2 separate regions of the Mus musculus genome follow, and region 2 is linked to region 1. Evidence: chromatin contacts called from public promoter capture Hi-C data. All regions are on one chromosome and are shown on one strand. Each heading gives the region's core, a stretch centred on a gene start, on an enhancer-like site or on the middle of the called end of the contact. The rest is flanking DNA. Distances are from core to core; before and after follow the strand shown.

Region 1 (2,698 bases), core at 39-2,538:
CGGGGGGGGGGGGCGGGGGGGATGTCGCAGTTTGGAGAGATGAAAATCGCATATCTGGGAGAGGTTGGACTCTGCGCTGGTATCTTCTGGGGACCAGCCTTTTGCAAGACAGCGCGCCTTTGCCCCTTGCTCGGAGGAAGTGACTGATGAGTGATGAGTGTCTGGGGCTCGAGGGAAAGCTCCCGGCGTCCACAGCGAGCATGCGTGCACGTGTCCCCCTACCCCCCATAGATCCACGCAGCGCCCCATATCGCGTGCGCGCACGCACGTCCCCACGCTCTCGCGTGCAGGCCAGTCGCCCACGCAGCAGCGGCCCGCAGGCTCCAGAGCCAGATGCCCCCACCCACCCCGTGAGCCAGTTGTCTCTTTCATGTAGTGATCTCGCGTGGGCACAAAACTGCACACTTCCCACAGTCACTAAGGTGCAGCTAGGTGGGAGACTCCCTAGAAGGCTGGGCGTGTGGTCTAAGGGACTCCCAAACAGGCTGGGGGCTCCAAGTGTAGGCCGCTCCCACCTGCTAGCCACAACAACCAATGAAAGCTTGGCCCGGTGATGTCATGGACCAGCCGGACCCTTGTGATGACAGCCGGAGGTCACCGGTCAGGGGAATTAGCTCAAGCCCACCCTCGGGGGTTCCGGAAGTTTCCAGAGCTGCAGCAGAGTGCATTGTAGCATCTCCCCACAGCCTTCTGCTTGCCACTATGTGGTCTGGCTTCTCAGCTGTCCCCGTGTCACCTCTTCTTGCCCACAGGGGTCTTTTCCTATAAGGGAGAGCCTGTGTTTCTGTTATTTGTTCCTACAGGTGTTCTTTCGTCTCCACAGAGATGTCCCACGTCATCTTTTCTACCAGTGTCAGCTGAAGGGGGTCCTCAGTCAGGCTTTCTCGTGTCTCTTCTCTTATTACCCTGCCCCAAGCTTTGTCCTGGTTACAGATGCCAAATATTAGGCCTCTGATCTTTCTGGATTAGAGCTGTCAGTGTGTCCTTCCGTCCGTGAAAGGCGACCGGTCTGTCTGTGACTTGTCACCGCAGGAGACTGTCGCCTGCGTGAACGGTGTCTGGTGTCTCCGCAGGCTGCGGTCCGTCTGTCACGTGGGTGTCTGCCCCGCCGCTGCGGGTCTGCGGGTCTGTCGGTCTGTCTGAATCTACCACTGGAGTGTGTCTGGGCTCCCGCTCCCCGGGGTCTCGGGGCTTGAAGGGAGGGAGGAGGGGAGGTGGCAGCCCGGGGGAGCGGGGAGGGGCGGGGGCGGAGACAGTGGGCGGGCGGGGGCGCCGTGCGGCCCGGAGGGGTGTGTGCGGGGGGCCGGAGGCGGCTGTCACTGTCGGCTCAGCCTGCGCCGGGGAACATTGGCCGCCTCCAGCTCCCGGCGCGGCCCGACCCGGCCCGGCTTGGCCGCCTCAGGTGAGTCTCCCAACCCACCCAGGACCCTCCACCGAGTCGGGACCAATCCGCATCCCGGGGGAAACGTGCGATCCTGGAACGATCGAAGCCCCCCAACAGAGCTCCTACTGCACCTCCTGCCCCGTGGGGCCTGCCTAGAGGGGCCCCTCCACTGCCTCGCACTCCTCTGAAACTCCCGCTAGCCGCTGCATACTTACTGATGATGCTCGCTGGGCCGGCCGCTGCCTCTGCGCTCCCTTCCTGCAGGGACCCCCTGAAGGCCCCTTCCCCACTCTCTTCAAAGTCTGGGGACACTGGAAGACGCCCCCTGTTTGGGGCGGAGCCCAAACTGCGCAGGTTACTGACATCCCGAATGCACCACCCCCCATCCCGAGGGCCGCGACCCCAACGTCCCTACCCAGCTGAGCCCCTTGCCAGCTCCAGGACCCCTCCTGCGCTCTCTCTCTCTCTCTCTCTCTCTCTCTCTCTCTCTCTCTCTCTCTCTGACTCTGTCTCTCTCTATGTGTCTCTGTCTCTCTCTTTCCCTCCCTCCCTCCCTCCCTCCCTCTCACCCTCCCACCCTCCCTCTAAAAGGAGGCTCAGCGGAAGCCCCGAGTTATAATTAGCCCCACTCGGGTTTCCTGGTTAATCTCCAACAACGCCACTATCCCCAGATCCAGGCGACCAGAACTGGCTGGGTGATGGGTGAACACCCGGAGGGGGTAGTTCCGACCCGGGGAATTTTGATCTCTTGGCTGGAGACGCCGGAACTACAGCAGCTGTTGCCCCCAAAATAGCGCCCCTGCCTTTGCTACGGGGATCTCCGGAGCTCCCGGAACACAGACGTCCTGGCTCGCCCTTCAACCCCCTCTGCGATGCTCACGATTCTCCAGATACCCCCACACCAAGGCTCGGGCGGGGAGCTCTGGCCTCTTCTTGGTCTCTACTGCTCCCGGTTGGCAGTGGAGGGCATTGCAATATGGGGATGCAATAGGGGCTTGAGTTCTGGTGAGCCCCACAAGGGGCGAGTGAGACAGTTGGCTGGAGTCAGGCGAGAGGGGTGCGGTTGATGTAAAGCAAACGGGTACCAACCGGCCGTACCAGAAAGAAGAGAGGCGGAGCAGGGTGGGGCAAGGTGTCGACTGGACAAGATTCCAAGATGCCTTCAGAACCTGGGACTCCCGATACCTTGAATGCCCAACCCACTCCCCAGAAGGCTTTGGCTAACCCAGGAGAGGCTTGGGCTGTGCTTTCTTATAACTTGCAAGCTCCCGAAGGGGCCACACCCGTCCGTCCATGAGGGTCCCCTGCACCTGT
Region 2 (2,972 bases), core at 35-2,534, 1.1 Mb after region 1:
TTGGTGGGGACAGTGACTGCCTCCATGACACAATTCATGGGCAAGGGCCAACCTGCCCTTGGGACTTCCCAATTCAATAAAGCAATATGTCACATAGCAATATGACACATGGGGGTGGGGAGAGTTAAGAACAGAAGCAGGTCTGAGAGAAACTTCAATGTTTTGGTTCCTAGAGAAATAAGGAAGAGCAAGCAAAGGAATGATCCGTGTGTTTTGAGGGTCACCTGGGCTGCTGCAGTGAAGCCAAGGTTGATGTGGGGTGATCAGCAAGCCAATTTGTTATTTTGCTCTTCCCAGCAGATGACATTAATAGGTAGATGGTGGTAAGGGAGGCAGAGAGAAATCAGTTGGTCAGAATGGGAGTCAGCAGGATGGAGATGAACAAACAGCTTCAGGGCTAAGCAGTTTGAAGTTAATGTGCTAACAAGCAGAGCTCTGAATGGGACAAGTGAAGACCACTCTTATTAGTGTTATGAAATATAAAATATAAATTGTGGTATAACATGGTAGGAGTAATACTTGGCAGGACAGTGCCGAGATGTTCCTCTGAGGAATCACACCATGCAGCATGCCTGTATAAAGATTTATTGTGGAGATGGGAGTGGGAACCTGGAAAGAGGTAGAGGCAGAGAAAGGATAGGACAGAGAAAGACAGGAAGAGAGAAAGAGAGCAAGAGAGGCCTGCCAGGAACACATGGGAACTGAGAGAGTGGGAAAGGGAGAAGTGGGGGTAGGGCTGTGAGCAGTCCTCTTTAGATGATGCTGCGCTGCCAGGCACCTGCCTCACACCGGGTGGGGCAGAGACAAGCTTTTGCTGGGTAGCCATTGGGCAGAATTGCCTGTTTCCAGGTGGACATGGGACAGGAGCTGGGAAGGGATGGTGAATTGCAGATTCAAACCAGGGACTACTAGTATGTAATACTGAGAACACACCTTGGGGTGTGCTGGGTCACTCAGGTTGGCTCCTGACTGCCTCCACAATGGCTTTCCTGATTTTAGGATCTTGCAATCTCCAGTTGTTCCATTCCCTGCCCCTTAGCTGTGTAGGGCTGAATGGGATAAGGGCTAAGTTCCTCAGGGGCAGCCATGGACCCTCCTCTCTCTGAGGCAAAGAGACGATTGACCTCAGCGACCTCTGCAGCTTTCCTCACTACTACTGCAGATCTAGGAAGTAGCAAGCAAAGCCTGGTACTGTAACTTTAAGAGGGACAACCCATTACCCTGAGTTCACTACCACTGAGGCCTGCAAAAAGGAAATAAGGCTAGGTTGTGGGAAGTTACCACAGTGCCTCTAACTGCTGACAATGTGAAAACCTCCAGCCATGAGAACAGGCAACACACAGGCTGCCCATGCAACAAATATGGGCCAGATGCAGACCCTGGTTCTATTCTCAACATTGCTGACCCTCTGTGTCTCTGAAGGTGAGTGGAGAGGCCAGAGCAGTGTAGGGCCATGGGGGTGGACAGTATGGACACACAGGCACTGACCTTCCTGTTTTCATTCCTCAGCAAGCCCTGAGGTGTGGGTGCAAGTCCAGATGGAGGCCACCAACCTCTCGTCTTTCTCAGTTCACTGTGGGGTCTTAGGATATAGCCTCATCTCCCTGGTAACAGTGAGCTGTGAAGGATTTGTTGACGCTGGAAGGACCAAACTAGCTGTGTTACATCCAGAATTTGGTACCCAGCAGTGGGCTCCTGCCAGGCAGGCCCACTGGGAAACCCCAAACAGCGTCTCTGTCACTCTGACCATGGGACAATCCAAAGCAAGAAGCTCTCTAGCCAACACCACATTCTGCTGCGAGTTTGTTACCTTTCCTCATGGTTCCAGGGTTGCCTGTAGAGACCTGCATAGATCAGATCCAGGTATGTCTGGGGAGAGGCGGGAGACGGGGAGGATCTTAACACTGGCTGCCCATCTGACACTTTTCTCTGTGTCTAGGACTCTCTGCCCCAACTCCAGCCCTCAATCTTCAAGCAGACCTGGTGAGGATCTTGGGAACCTCAGGAGTTTTCCTGTTTGGTTTCATCTTTATACTATGTCTCCGGTGGCAGCAGAGGCATTGGTGAGATTGGGTTCAGTAATATCCACACACCACTTGGTTAGGTGCCTTCTGCCCCTAACTCTGCCTCTTCTGTCTTACAGGTGTTTGAGTAAATCTCAGCCATCTCTCACTAGCACCCAGGCACAGGTGGAGACTCAGGTAAGGCTTGAAGGAGGATGTTTGGAGCAGGATACCAGGGGTCCACAGCTGGACAGGGACTTGGGGTCTTATCTGACTCTCCTTCATGCCCTACAGCCCACCAAGACCATCCCTGGCCACTGGGGTGGATCCACCATCCCAATACCTTCCCCAACCTCCAGCCACCCTGTTTAGCAGCTCTGTATGAGGCTGTAGTCCATTCTGACCAACACATGCCTCAGGGCACATTGCTCCCCACTAGTGACCCACACCAACCCCATGCCTGTCTCCTCAGCCTCCCCACTTGGCCTCTACACACAGCAGCTTCATCTCCATGGAGAATGGACTGTATGCTCTGGCATGAGTGAAACTTCCCCACACTCTTCCCAACTTCCACCGACTGTCTGGAGCACAGTACCCTGGAAAAATGCTTAGAAGTTCAATGACAGGTACCCTTGGTCCACTACAGGCCTTTGGAACATCTATCTACTGATGTCTTCAACCTGGGCACCAGGCTTCTTCATGAATCTTGCTCTATTCTTAAGCTTCTGATCAGTGTCATCAAACCCTGCTAGCCAGGATGTGGTTATTGAGTGTGCATAAATGGACACAAGTGTGAGCCGAAGAGTACGACAAAGGTTCAGTTACATCCTGTTTTTGCACACATTTCCAAACACCCAGATGATTTCTTTACCAATGTCCATAAAGTGGTCCTTCTGTTTGGGACTTTAGCCTTGGCTTCTTTAGAAATGTTAAAGGCAGGTTCAGTACCTTGGGAAAAAGGAACCAGCT

Evidence for each region. Promoter capture Hi-C pulls out the DNA fragments that hold promoters and counts their contacts.
Region 2: a promoter capture Hi-C map of liver shows a contact between it and region 1, with 4 times the contacts expected there. The contact joins the promoter of Pvrig here to the promoter of Ache in region 1. A contact is called at or near these places in 2 of 39 promoter capture datasets (both in liver).

What each region holds. Positions count from the first base shown.
Region 1 is chr5:137,286,966-137,289,663 of GRCm38.p6, forward strand. Ache (acetylcholinesterase) reads left to right here and starts at 1,289. Exons shown (of 5, transcript NM_009599.4): 1 at 1,289-1,402. Gm42456 (a long non-coding RNA gene) reads right to left here and starts at 1,679. Exons shown (of 4, transcript XR_003955815.1): 1 at 1,600-1,679.
Region 2 is chr5:138,340,647-138,343,618 of GRCm38.p6, forward strand. Pvrig (poliovirus receptor related immunoglobulin domain containing) reads left to right here and starts at 1,285. Exons shown (of 5, transcript NM_001378438.1): 1 at 1,285-1,422; 2 at 1,510-1,863; 3 at 1,940-2,063; 4 at 2,144-2,201. The coding sequence starts at 1,323.